Regions from separate parts of the Mus musculus genome. Here region 1 is linked to region 2. The links are chromatin contacts, called in public HiChIP or PLAC-seq maps. All regions are on one chromosome and are shown on one strand. Each heading gives the region's core, a stretch centred on a gene start, on an enhancer-like site or on the middle of the called end of the contact. The rest is flanking DNA. Distances are from core to core; before and after follow the strand shown.

What was found. HiChIP or PLAC-seq counts read pairs in DNA pulled down with a chosen protein or histone mark.
Region 1: an H3K27ac HiChIP or PLAC-seq map of the NIH/3T3 cell line shows a contact between it and region 2, with 3 times the contacts expected there. The contact joins the enhancer-like site here to the promoter of Ran in region 2. A contact is called at or near these places in 2 of 39 promoter capture datasets (cranial neural crest and embryonic stem cells), 1 of 484 Hi-C or Micro-C datasets (nephron progenitors), 8 of 115 datasets of contacts at active chromatin or transcription factors (the 230-238 cell line, the NIH/3T3 cell line, embryonic midbrain and 4 more) and 1 of 9 other capture datasets (embryonic stem cells).

The regions. Positions count from the first base shown.
Region 1 is chr5:129,525,256-129,532,774 of GRCm38.p6, reverse strand. All of the region lies in intron 7 of Sfswap (splicing factor SWAP), which reads right to left. Among named protein-coding and RNA genes, the nearest start is that of Sfswap, 28 kb to the right of the region's middle. Within about 2 kb of position 3,009, at least 7 of the 459 cell types and tissues checked have an H3K27ac peak or open chromatin away from gene starts, as enhancers often do. A contact at or near this core is called in the NIH/3T3 cell line, where this site is marked.
Region 2 is chr5:129,015,948-129,023,131 of GRCm38.p6, reverse strand. It overlaps Ran (RAN, member RAS oncogene family), which reads right to left and starts at 2,976. Exons shown (of 7, transcript NM_009391.3): 1 at 2,854-2,976; 2 at 2,558-2,604; 3 at 2,364-2,448; 4 at 2,141-2,266; 5 at 942-1,129; 6 at 587-757; 7 at 1-358. The coding sequence starts at 2,593. The coding sequence ends at 314.

The DNA.
Region 1 (7,519 bases), core at 1,760-4,259, 510 kb before region 2:
GGTAAGATAGACATTTGGGGAAGAGGAATATAAACAGATCTCTTCAAATGAAGTGAAGATACTTGTGTCCTGTGTAAATGCTCATCAAATGGTGACATCAGCAAAGGAGAATGTCAACAAGCAAGCAGGATGGCTTGCTTTGTAGACAGAAGTCAACTTTTCCTGGAAGGCCATTCCTGTCATTACCCAATGGACCCATGAACAAAGGAGTCACAATGGCGAGGCGAGGATGATACATGGGATCAACAACTAAAGCAGCTGGCTTGACCAGATGATGGAATGGCTTTTTAAAGACACAGCTATATGGCCAAGTAGGCAGCAGTAGCCTGAAGGGCTGGGGCAGAGTCCTCTAGAAGACTACAATGCTCCGATTCAGTGTTCAGAATATGGTAGTTTCTCCTATAGCCAGGATTCATGGATCCAAGACTCAAGGGATAGAAATGGGAACGTTACCACTCAATACTACTACCCCCAGTGGTTCACTAGCAACATTTTGCTTTCTGTTCCTACAATTTAATGCTGTGCTAGCCTAGATGTCTTGGTTCCAGAGGAAGGAGTGCTTCTGTTAGGAGGCACAAGAAGCATTACATGGATTCAGTTAAACTAGAAGCTAAGACTTTCCCCTGGCCACTCTGGCTCCTGATGTCCTTGAATCAACATTAAGAAAGGAGTTACAATGTTTTTAGAAATAATTGCTCCAGACATCACAGAGAAACTGGACTGCTATGGAGAAAGGAAGAGTAGAGTCTTTCTTGGTGTGACCATGTTCTGAGTTAAGTCTGAAACTGTAACAACTCGATCCAGGCAGGATGGTAAAGGAGCCAGAACCTTTCAGGAGGCTGAGGCAGGGAGGACATAAATCCTCAGCCCTCCTGTGTTACAAGTAAGTTTCAGGCTACTCCCACAGGTAAAGAAACAGGACTTGCTGAGCATATGAGCTGGGAAGTAGAAAAATATAAACAACTGTAGCCAAGTAACCAATCACAGAAATGAGGAATGTAACTGCCGTGAATGTTTCTGTCTTACTTTGTTAAAATGTTCATGGCTTTATATGTATGCATTAGTAAGCAGATATTTGTGTTTTCTTTCTTTCCCTATTCTATTACCATATAACATTAAGAAAATGTCAGAACTTAAGTGTTGTCGCTCTGTGTATCATATTTAAGTTATAGAGTATAACCTGAAGATATCTGCTCTGGGGGAAAAGTTGATGTTTTCAGCTGTTTATCTAGGAGGGTCTGTGAGTGCATTTCCAGGAAGGATTAAATGAGAGGTGACCCATCCACCAAGTGTGTAGCACTTTCCTGTGGGTATACCAGATACATAAAGATGTTTGAGGCAAAACAGTGTTTGCATGTCTATGTGCCCTCATTTTGTTCTTTCTTTCTTTTTTATGGATGAGTGTTTTGCCTACATGTTTGTCTCTGCATCAGTGTGTACTTGGTACCCTTAGATGCCAGAAGATGTTAGATCTAAGACTAGGATTACAGATGGTTCAAATTGAACCTGGATACTCTGAAAGAGGAGCCAGTGCTTTTAACTGCTGAGCTACCTCTCTCCAGCCACTTCCCTTCATTTCTTGCTGCTAAGTCTATCTAACTCATCTCAAGATCTGATTGATATCAGACTCCAGCTACGTTGGCCTTCCAATACGTACTGACGACTGACAGCTCTGGAGTCTTCCAGGTCTTCAGCACCACACTGACTGCTGAAGCAGTTACCAAGTTCTCATTCTCTCTGGTACACAGAGAGCAACTGCTGGACTACCCCACCACTACTGTGCAGATTGTTGTTATGACTCCCTTTTAATACACACACACACACACACACACACATACACACGTTTGTTTTGTTTTTCGAGACAGGGTTTCTCTGTATAGCTCTGGCTGTCCTGGAACTCACTCTGTAGACAAGGCTGGCCTCGAACTCAGAAATCCACCTGCCTCTGCCTCCCAAGTGCTGGGATTAAAGGCGTGCACCACCACTGCCTGACTCTAGAATATATTTTTATATACATATCCTCTACCTGTTTGCTCCTCTAAAGGCTTAAGACAACCAAAAAAAAAAAAAAAACCACCAGGTGGGAGTGTTAAACTCTGGGCATGAGAAAGCTTGAGGGGCACTTGCAAGTAAAGAGATTGCTGTCTGTTGCAGAAGAAGATCCCAGAGCACCTAACTTCAGGATGTGGAGGAACAGAGGTGTAGCCACAGCAAGGGTGGATAGAGTCGACCCAACTTCAGAGACTAGTGTTTCAAGTAATCCTGGAACCCAGACTGGCTCTGGGAGATGGAGTGCAGACATTTTTCATAACAAGTATGCATTTGACTTTCAAAGTATAGATATGTCCCGCTCTAATTAAAACAAAAACTTAGCATGTACTAATTATAATCAAAGAAATAAGAAACATCTTACCATATTCATCATGTTCTTGAACTTGTAGCAAAGAGAAAGCACAATACTGATACTTTTCCCCAATACTGGTGATTAAACAAAAAGGTGTGTGTGGTATGTGTGTGCATGTGCTACATGCATGTGAGAATGTGGTTATCAGAGCAGGATACTGGGTGTCACCCTCAGTTGTCTTCTCATTTTGAGCCAGGGTTTCTCATTAAATCAGAAGCTCACCATTTCAGTTAGGCTGGTAGGCCAGTGAACTCCTGGGACCTTCCTGTCTCCAACCCCCATGCTGTGGTTCCTGGCATGTGCAGCCATGTCTGGCTTTTGTGCATGTACTTAGGTACCAGACCAAGTGCTCTTAACCACTGAGATGTCCATCTCCCATGTCTTCATTATTAGTTTGAAGCAAACTCTCAGTAAGTTGCCCAGGCTGTCCTGGAACTCACTCTGTAGAGCAGGGAGGCCTTTGTAAAGGCCTAGATCACCTGGCATGGTTCCATGTTCCCTCTCAGTTACTTTCTGCCCCCTACTCGTTCATAAAGGATGTGTGTCAGTTATCTGAACACTATAGACTCAGCAGTACACACAGCCAACTGGGTGAGTCATCTGAACAATAGGATAGTTTCCAAGATGGAGCCATAGGATCAGGACCCTTGGTGAAATGGTGGTGAGCCTGTTGCTACTATCAGAATGTGAAGAACTAAAACCACTACTAAATGTGTGGGGCAAACAGCTGCTGACCCAGCACTGTGATGAGGAATTGGCTGGCAAACACAGCTGTACTAGAGAATTTCTACCCAGAACAAATCAATCCACTCTGAAAGCAGACACAGTGAAAGAGATTCTTTGAATGAGCACCTACCTGACTGCCTCTTGTCAAATGCTGGCAGAGCAGCAGAGTGTGCTAGGAAGGTTTCTTGCCGCTGTTTGAGAAAACTGCTGTGCTAGTCTATGGCTGGCTGACAAGACCTCAGTTGCACCTAGAGTTCATCCTCCCAGACACACAATCCTCTGGCACATTCCTAGTCGGATTCTTAGTTAGCAAGCACCACTGGCAACCTTGGCTTGATTGCTAATCCTGCTGCCACAACCCCTGTCCCCCCTTTACCCACCCACCTATTTTGCTCTCAGACATTGGCTTTTACTGATTTATATAATAACTCTCCTGTCACCTCAAATACACTGATGCATCTCTGCATAAAGCTAACAAATGGTATGCTGCAAAGCCAGCTTCTTAACAAAGCAGATTTCCACTAAAGTGTGCAGGGCTTCATATAAAACCAGGGGAACACTGCTTAGGTCAATGAGGGTTCAGTGAGACTACCAGTGACGTCACAACCATCTTAGTGGGGGCACACACACACTCCAAGATATAATCCTAAAGTAAAACTCTCTGACATTGTCCTCTTTAGAACACATCTCTGTGGGTAACTGACACATGGATACTCAGATAAGTTACCTCACAATTTGAGACTGAGAGTAGAGGCTGGTAAACATCTGTAGAAAAGACAGATATGCCGGGCGTGGTGGCGCATGCCTTTAATCCCAGCACTCGGGAGGCAGAGGCAGGCGGATTTCTGAGTTCGAACCTGAGTTTGATCTCCAAGAGCCATCCATACTGTAGGAGAGACCTGATTCCTACAAGTTATCCCTGAACTTCCATTTTTATGCCATGACATACTCACAGCCACACATATACAGATACACAAAAAATTTACAATGTAATAAAAAGAAAGACATAGATTGTGTTTCTGTGTACCTTCAGGTAAAACTGAAGACATTATTAGATCTTTATATGATGTGAGAGAAATGAAAACAAACAGGCAGTTTTTCCTTCTTGTCATCTGCCCACCTTGGTCTCCTGACTGCTAGGTAGCTACAGACATGTGTGTGCTGATATGCTCAGCTCCAAATGTCCACTTTGGTGGAACTAACACTATCATCAAAGCTGCTGTCTCGAGACTGTTACTTCCATCAGTACGGGTGTACTAGTGAGGAAAGAGGCACTCTTCTTGGGTTAGCCTCATCTAATAGGGCTTGAGTTTGGTATCCCTTGTAACAAATCATCTTCAAACCACAGGCTACACACACATGTCTTTTGCAGGTATAGGCTGCTGAAAGCACACTGACAATCTGGCCAAGGGCTACAATCTTGGAACTTCCTACAGAAACACTTGTCTTTGTTTTCTCAAAGTCTTCCTGAAAGCAGAAAAGTCAGTGGAATAACAGCTCTTTTTGATCCCACCCACAACTGTGACTTTCTTGATTTTGTTTGTTTTCAGACAGGTCTCATTCTGTAGGCTTGCCTAGCCTTGAACTTGTGGCAATCCTTCCCTGTTTTCCTGCTCTTTTCTAGCCTTGTGATGTCAGTGGCTGTACCCCAATGGCTTACAGATCTACTCCTTAGCACTGCAATGCTGTACTCAGTTTGTCAGTCTGCACTACTGTGACCAAAATCCCAGGCTTAAAGTCCACAGGGGAGGAATGAACTCATCCAGGCTCATGGTTTCAGAGCTGCTTAGTTCACACTATGGTGAACCAGAAAAAGGACTATGGAAAGAAGTCAGGACAAATGCCATGTCCTTCAAAGGCTCCATCTTCTCCTTTCCATCCTTCCCAATAATGCTGTCATAGCCATAGTCATCAAGAAACTAATTCCAGATTAGATCAAAGCCCTGACAACCTATTCAGCTGTGGAGACACAATCACACATCCACTGCTGTGTCCAACAGTGTCCTTCACTATCCCCTGCAGTCTCTCAGGAAACACTCGCCAGGCAGCCAGCAGTATGCTTTGCTCACCTCCTGCACTCTCACAGCACAACCAAACTGACGATCCAGGGCACGAGACCCAACACCAGCCACATCTCTCATTCCCATGTATCTAGCAATGTAGCTACTTCCACAAAGAGGCATAACAAAGCATAACTCAGGCAAACCTGTAGGTGACTGGCTGGGAAGGCTTGCTCTGAAGCACCACAGCCCAGCTTGCCAGAAGTGGTCATTTTTTATGACTATGTTTTGCCTGGACCAGTCCCAGGATGGTTATTACCATAGTAATCTCAGAGTCAATGAGCAACTCCACACCCTCTTTTCCCTGACAACAGACGCCTGTTGCTATCTGCATGCTGCAGCAGGTTCTATGAGGTGAGTGGCTCTCCCTTACCTCTGCGAGGCCCTGCTTCCTTCACACTAGAAATGTACACGAGGGGGAGGCCATGATGTCTTGAGCACTTCTGTTGGCACCAACAGTCACTGTCACTGCTGAGTCATTCCTTCTCAGGACAGCAAAGTTCACAGAGTGGATACTGTAAAGCTTTAGGGTCCCCAGAGGAGAACCCAAGTTTCTCTTTTCCATGCAGTCAGTTCAGGTCTTTAGATTCCTTGTTTCACCCTCTGAACTCAGGTACCTGACTCTCAGGAATTCCCTTCCTAGTCCAAAGCGGTCAGCACTTTCTGACACAGACTCTTCCACTGCAGAGGGTAAAAATAATGTCAGGTAGCCTCCAAACTCCCAAATAGAGGAATGTCTCTGTCCTCATCTCTGCAAGTGTGTAAGAAACCTGATAATTGGCTCACCACACTGATTCGAGGATGTCCCATCACAGCAGACAACTGCCATGGTCTGCTAAAATAGGGCACATACACCATGATATATCTGAGAAAATGAACATTACTTTCCACATTAGTTTATCTGCCCTGTTGAGGCTTCCAGACAACCCAGTGCCTTACAAATATCTCCATAGCCAGGGAGATGGTGGCTCTTTTTTTTTTTTTTTTTTTTCCGAGACAGGGTTTCTCTGTGTAGCCTTGGCTGTCCTGGAACTCACTCTGTAGACTAGGCTGGCCTCAAACTCAGAAATCCACCTGCCTCTGCCTCTCAAGTGCTGGGATTAAAGGCATGTGCCACCACGCCCGGCTGAGATGGCTCTCTTATGAAGTGCTTTCACACTAAACATGAGGACCTGTGTTCAAGTCCCAGAACCTAAAAAAAATGCATAGTGCAGTGGTAAATACTTATAAGCCCAGAGTTAGGAAAGTGGTACCAAGAGGACGGATCCCTGGGACTCTGGCCAGGCTGTCTAGCCTACTTGGTGAGCTCCAGGCTACTAGCAACATTGTCTTAAAGGGGGTGATTTTGTAGGCATTTCTAAAATCCTCTGGCCTTTACACAAAGGCATACACATATAGAACCACAGAATCACACACACACACACACACACACACACACACAATTTTTTTTAAAGTGTCTTTAAGAAAGACTAGCTTTGACATCAGCCTGAAAATGGGAACTGGAATGACTTCTGCAGTGAGCATGAAGGTCACATCTGGGCCACCAGATGCATCTACAGCGTCCAACATGTTTAAAAAATGTTTCTTTTCTTAGATTAGACTTTCTTTCTGAAAATCTTCTCTGAACTAAGTTAAAACTTACACAGTGCATGTGAGCCATCCATCCATCCATGTGGAAATCAGAAGTCAGCACATGTATGTATCGTCCTCAGCTGACATTCTCCTTAACTGCTTTCCACCTTACCGTCTGAGCCAGGGTTTCTTACAGGCCGCACTTTACTCCCTAGGCATAGCCGTCTCTCTGTTCCTGACGGTGGGTGTGAGGCGACTAGCTGCTTTAAGCTCTGGCCACTGAGCCTTCCTTTCTGTGATGGACTGTGATCTGCAATAGTGAATTGCACACATCCTATCCCTCTCCAGGTGTTTTTTTTCCAGGACATCTTATCACAACGACAGACAACTAGGCCAGAAGCTAAGTGAGTACAGATGATTGGGCACTGTCAGTCAATCAGGGGTCAGTGTGGACTGTCATCTGTTCTCTCACAGGCCCCGGGCCCCATTCATATATTTAAACAACTCAAGAGAAAAAAACAAAGAAGGAAAATAGTTATTTTACAATATGGAAAATGTGGTTCTCACATCCTGATGGCTACACAGTTTTTGTATTGTTTCTCTGATAGCATTTCATGTAGAATTTCTAATCCTCCTGCTTCTACCTCCTGGCTTATACCAAAATATTATTGTTCAAGTATCTTGTCTGTGGTGACATGTTTGGAAATGTGTACTCCTGACTTCTAAGAAGGTCTAGCCCTGACTCCACTGTACAGCT
Region 2 (7,184 bases), core at 1,727-4,226:
TAAACGAAAAGAATGGGAATGACAGTAACAAACAAGATTTCCCCACTGGATATTGCGATGGGACTGCAGCAGTCTTATCTTTGAAATTCAGAAAGGAAACAACTCTGTTCCAAACAGCTAAATATGCAAGTCCAAAAAATGAAGGTATGTTTAACTGCCACATTCACTCGAAGCCCATTCATCTCCTTCAGCATCCCAATGAAGTACACGATCTGCTTAGCTAAATAAGGTGGCACACGCGCTGCACCGCTGACATCACAGGACAGTTGCCTATAAAACTAGACTTCTGACGCAGGGCTCCAGCTTCACTTTCTCACAGGTCATCATCCTCATCTGGGAGAGCAGTCGTCTGAGCAACCTGGAGCAACAAACAAAAACAAAACAGTGCAGATCAGAACTACCATTACCAAGTCAGGCCGAGCACCACCAGGACTGGTTAAGTGCGCACAGCCAGCTCTTCTAATGACCGGAGCTTGATTCCTAGCACCCCACATGTCTGGGCAGATCCAATGCCAACCTCTGCAGAAACTAGGCAAAGTGCACACACACACACGAAAACAAAACACTGTAAAAAAAGAACAAATACCTCTAAATCATGCTCGTACTGTGCTGCCAAAGCTGGGTCCATGACCACCTCAGGTGGGGCAAGAGCAGGCATGGCAACAAACTCCAAGTTAGGATCTCCAATGAGCTTTCTGGCAAGCCAGAGGAAAGGCTTTTCAAAGTTGTAGTTACTTTTGGCAGAAATGTCATAGTACTGTTTTAAAAGAAAAAGGAATGTATGCTTAATGATTCTATTAATAATCTCCATTCCAGGACATTCTAAACAAAGACATTTTATAATCCACATTAAAACCCTCTGACCAATTTTTAATATAGAACATATACGGGTACCTTATATACAATCTTCTCTAAGAATGAACCGAGAAATTAGAACGTACCTGAAGATTCTTCTTCCGGTGGAAGACAATAGATTTTGCCTTCACTTTCCTGTCTTTAATATCCACTTTGTTGCCACACAATACAATGGGGATGTTTTCACACACTCGTACCAGATCTCTATGCCAGTTAGGTACATTCTTGTAAGTAACTCTTGAGGTTACATCAAACATTATAATGGCACACTGGGCTGAAAAACATTGGAGACAGTAGAGTGTCTTAGTCTACTGCAGGACTCAGTCATCATCTTGGGCCTGACTCTGGATCACCCATCAACCCACTCCATTCAAAAGTCCTCCCTGTCCCCCACTAAAAAGTTAGATGGTAAAACATGGCACACTGACTCCAATTCCTCTTCAAATGAAAACTCCAAAAGTCAAGACCAATTCACTCTATCAACTACCTTCTTCTCCTCAAGGCACCTAATCACTAACTACCAACTGCTGGCCCATCAAAGTTCATCAAAGTTCAAACACCAGTCTTCTAAAATCTGAGCCCAGGTTTCTATAACCTACCCTGCAGGGATGGTGAGGATACAGTTTAAGAGGAAGCACGTGAGCATCCCCATTTTTTTGGTTAAAAAGTTAACCCCGGTTATAAACACCCCTTTGCCTTTACATGCGAAGAAGCCAAAGAACGAATTTTCTCATCATGCTAGTAAGATCACAAGGATATTCATTCGTCTTTAAACACCAACAGACTCTTTCCCCACTAAGCTTTTTCGATTACTTTCAAGGAGAAAAGTAAAAGTACAGTTTCCATGAGGCGGCAGGTTTCACGTGTGAGAGAGGGCCTGGCTCCAGGAGGGGCTAGAGGTTTAGTATCTTGGGGCAAATGCTCACTACTTATTTTAATGATGGGAATAATCACGGGTAAGCTACTGCGTGTAGCCCTTAATTCAAGTTTCGAAAACCAAAAAGTGACCCGGGAGCTTTCCCAATAGCTTAGTCTCCTACTAAGTTCTGAAGCCACACAGTTTGCCCCAAATCAATGCCTAGCATGACACAGCATATGATCAAACGACACCACGGACGATTCTTATAAAAGAAAAAAAAAATCTCCTATCCACTCCAACCAGGTCGCCTCCCTCCAAGAGATTTCTGTCCCCTCTCCTTAGTCACCCGGCAACGGCTGGCTCTCCGGCTCATACCCCAAGCACATGTCCGAGGGCCTGGGCCCACTTCCGCAAGGCCCCCCTCACCTTGGATGTAGTAGCCATCGCGCAGGCCCCCGAACTTCTCCTGGCCGGCCGTGTCCCACACGTTGAACTTGATGGGTCCTCTGTTGGTATGGAAGACGAGCGGGTGCACCTCCACGCCCAGGGTGGCTGCGGGGAACAGGGCGGCAGAAGGGGTCAGCCGTGCACTGCCCGCCGCCTTCCCCCGGAGGCCTCGCTGCCGTGAAGCACCCCCGGCCGCACCTACCTACATACTTCTTCTCAAACTCGCCCGTCAAGTGGCGCTTCACGAAGGTTGTCTTCCCGGTGCCGCCGTCGCCCACCAGGACGAGCTAGATTCAAGAGACGAGGCGGCGGCGTGAGCGGTCCCCGCCATGCCGTCCCCTCCCGACCTCCCCGCTCGCTCGCCCTCCGAGGGCCCCCGTGCGGCCGCACACGCACCTTGAACTGGACCTGCGGCTCTCCCTGGGCGGCCATCGCGGCGGATCCTGCGGGGAGAGAGAGCGGCTGCGGCACGTGCGCCCCACAAAGGCCGCGGCCGGGAAGAGCGCGCGGGAAGGCGGGGACGCGGCGTGAGACGGTGGGGGGAAGGGAAGCGGGCTGAAAAAGCCCAGGGCGCTGCCCGTCCGCCTCGCCTCGCCTCGTCGCCAGCGCCGCCCCGCGCCCACCCGAAGGACACCCAAACCCTCCGGTCACCGCCCGCGCCCGCGCCCGCACCCTCCCGGCCTCGACGCTACCTTCCAGAAGAGTCTCCGCGCCTGTCCGACTGGAGCTGGAAAGATGGCGGAAGCGCGATTCAAATGCCGGAGACGCAGCGGACGCCGGCGCGCGGAGGGGGGGAGGAGCCGGGAGAGGGCGGAGCAACGGCGCCGCGCCCAACCACGCGGCGCGCGTGCACGCGCACGTCCGCTGGAGCCGTCCGACTCGGCCGGGGGCCCTCGGAGCGCCCAGGGCGGGAGAGGGGCGGCGGGTCACGTGGGCCGGCCGAGCGGGGACGCGCACGCACGCGGACCGTGAAGGGCCCGCGGGAGCCGGCGCTGAGCGCGGGCTGCCACGCGCATGCGCTGGCTGCGGGAGGCCGCGCGTTACGCGGGCGGCGGCCTAGCCAGGGGCCTCGTGGGCGGGAAAGGCGGGTGCTGCTTCTCGGTCGCTCGCTGCCGCTCAGCGGGCACCGCCCGACCTTCGTCCCCAAGTCCTGTGTCCACAGGCACCGGGGATCTCGCGGGCGGGCGATCGCTAAGTGTGCGCGGCCGCCGTCTGCAGAATGAATGGAGGGAATGAATGAGGGTGCGCGCGCCCGAGGCCCGGCTTGCGTCAGCCATGCGTGCCCGGCATGGACACGGCCTGGCCTTCCTGGGAGGATGGGACCGGATGCAGTTAGTCCAGGCGTTCAGCATCCCAGGGCCCTTCCTCTGTTGCGTGGTCTGAGTAATCTGTCTCGCAGAAGATACCCTACCCTGGCTCCCTCCTGAGCAGCAATTGACCAGCAAATACAGATGCTGCTGGGGAAATGGAAAATGTATCTCTGATGACCAGAGCTTGGGGGCCCTGCTGTTACTTTGTACTATGCAATCTAAAAGGAGCCAGCACAGGCCTTAGGGTTCCAAGGCTAGCCTGGGCAACTTAGGTAGAAGACAGGTGGGAAAGTGTGCACAAAAACTATAACATAACGTTAACATAGTATGTTTAATGGAACGTCAGTTACATATTTATATAAATACAAAGTTACTATATTTTGGAGTATATGTAACAAGTCGGCTACAAGGGGCTATGCTGTGAGCTGTATTCAATAGAGGATATAACAGGAGGTGGAGATCAAACAGAGTTTAGGAGAAAAACGGTCAACCCGCCTAGTTCCAGTTTGGTAGATTGTTGATACAATGTAGCACCTGGTGCTGGGTGGTGACATCACCAGTGACCCTCTCCCCGAGAAAACTTATCATGAACTTACTTGTCCTGGCAACCAGCCTGCCGAACCGCATCATCTGGTGGCCTGGTTTGTGTTACTAACTGGCCCACGCTTAGAACTTACAAAGAACCTCATCCTAAGAAGCCGAGGGAAACAAGAGAATACACTCAAGCGGGCATAGGCGCAGCTCTCCCTGCAAGCACTGTCTGGACTGCCCACTGCTGCCTGGTTTACAGCATTTTCTTTGCCATCCAACGTGAACTGCAAACCTATTCTTAGCCTGAACTTTAAAACTTAACATGTATGAGTACTGGGGGTGTGGGTGTTGGTCGGGAGACAGCTATAGACAGGCTATTTGTACAGCCTTGGGGGGAAAGTTGCTGTTGCGGAAGGGATTGTAGCTTGTGATGGTTAGTCTACTGGATTTAGGGTTGTGAAGGGTGTGTCTCTTGTACTCACAGAGAGGTTTAACTGAACCTGGGCAGTACCCTAGACTGAACAAAATGGAGACCAGCATCGGTCTCTCTGCTTCCTGACTGTGGATACAATGTAACCAGCCACCTCACACTCTCACCATTATGCCTTCCATCTTCTGCAGATGTAATAAATTGTACCATTGGAATTGTGAGCCAAAAAGAAACTAGCCAAAAGTTGCTTTTTATCAAGTATTTTTGTCTAGCGATGAGAAAAATAGCTAATTGTATTTTCTTCTAAAACCCCAAATCTTTAGTATAATTTGAATTTGAGATCTCTCCTGTGTTGGATATTTCATCCCCCACCAACCATGCTGTTTTAGACTTGTGACCTAGTGAGTGACTGGGGGGTGGGGGGTGGGGTGTCAGCCTTAAAGAGTATATCCTGTAGTGTGAGCTCCCACCACCATGGAATGAGACCGAAGCCATACCATCCTACTATGATAAACTGTATCCGCCATGAACCAAGGTAAGTCCTTTCTCCACACTTGATTCTTTCCAGTATTTTTGGTCACAGGGGCAAGAGGAGTTGCTAACACGCCTGCTCTTTCATATGTCTTATTGTCCACTTTCTTCCTCTTAAGGTATACATGTATATCTGGTTGGTTAATATCTGTGGTCAACTTGATTGAAGGTAGAATTAACTAAGGGACATGCCTCTCTATAGGTCATCAGGGCATTTCCAGGAGGCCATTAAATGAGGTAGGAGGACTCTCCTCCAGGGTAGGCAACATCTTCCCTAAGTGGTCCAGATAGAGAGGTCCTAGGAGAAAGCAACCCTGCTTCCCCTTCCTTCCTGCTGCTGAGTATGTCTCTCTCATTGCTGCAGCTGTTGTACTCAGCTGGCATCAAACTCAACATCTTCAGCTTCCACCATGGACCATTGGGATTCCTAAGGCATTCAGCCTTATGGACCGAACAGTTCCTGGTTCCTCAGGCTCTCCAACATTTAGGTAACCATTGTTGGGCCACCTAACCCATATTCTGTAGTCCATTTGAAAACACACACACACACACACACACACACACACACACACACACACACACATTTTATTGGTTCTGTTCCTCTAGAGAACCCTGACTAGTGCATTGTTTTAAGCATCTGTTTATTTGCACTGCGTGAATAGGTCAGAGGACAACACTGAGATCAGTTCTCTCCTTCCATCATATGGGTCCTGAGGATTGAACTCAGGGAGTCAGGCATGGCAGTTTTACCCCCTAAGCCACCCAAAGGTCCTAATACAATGCTACACACACACACAAATAAATAAATACAAATACATACCTGTGTATTTTAAGAAATCAATTTAAGAAAATTTTTTAAGAATCAAGACCTGTTGTTTATGTATGATACTTCCTCTGTAATGTTTGAGGGTGTAGGGTACACAATGTTTGTGTGTATTTCTTTTTTTCTAAATGATTTATTTTTATTTCCTATGTACTAGTAGTTTTGCCTGAATGTCTGTATGATGGTGTTGGATCCCATGGAACTGGAATTACAGAATAGTTGTGAGCTGTCTTGTAGGTGCTGGGAATTGAACCCAGGTCCTCTGGAAGAGCAGGTAGTACTCTTAACGACCGAGTCACCTCTACAGTCCCAAATGTATTTTTTAAAACTAAGGTCATTTGGCTACACAACTTTGGAATCCTGACCAATACCTTGAGTTTAACATTTTTTATTTTGTTTCCTAATCTTTAGAACTTAATCCCATTTGTGACATCAACACCATGTCTGGGACCCATCCCAGAGTTCCCTGTTGCTTTGGTCCTCAGGTCCCCTTGTGTCTTTGAATCTAAGCAGTCCCTTGACACCTGCAGGGTATATGTTGGATCACTCATTTTGCAGGACATCCCTGCTGTTGCTTGAATATAGAGTGTCCCTCATAGGCCCTGTGTTAAAGGCTTCACCTCGGCCTGGCAATAAGGAGATGTGGTGGAGATATTAAGATACTATGTTGCCTAGAGAGGGGCTTGAGGTTGTGGGAGTTACACACTTCACAGGAACTATGGGGCCCTAGTCTCTTTCTCTTTCTCTCTTTCTCTTCCTCTTTCTCTTTCTCTTTCTCTTTCTCTTTCTCTTTCTCTTTCTCTTTCTCTTTCTCGCCATGAGCTAAGGTTTTTTTTTTTTAGTTCTGCTTGTTCTGTTTTTTGTTTGTTTGTTTGTTTGGTTGGTTGGTTTTTTTTTCTATCCTATGTTCCTGCCATGATTTGTTGCCTGCCCACAGGCCCAACGCAATGGACTAGCTAACTGACCCCAGGCTGAATCCTTTAAACCCGTGAGTGTCAAAGCTTCAAAGCTTTCTTACCACAGGGTGATATCTCCAGGCATAGGTTGGATGGCAGCCGAAAGCTGACAGAACCTCCATCTGGATGGTGTCCAATATGTCCTTGTAATTAACTTCTGGACGTGCAGCTTGAATAGTAATACCATAGGAGTACTGGTGTGACCACCATCAAAACTTCAAAGGCAGGCTGGATGGCTCAGCGGGTAAGAGCACTGACTGCTCTTCCAAAGGTCCTGAGTTCAAATCCCAGCAACCACATGGTGGCTCACAACCATCCACAGTGAGATCTGATGCCCTCTTCTGGGGTATCTGAAGACAGCTACAGTGTACTTACATATAATAAATAAATAAATAAATAAATAAATAAATAAATAAATAAAATAAAAGACTTTAAAGGCACA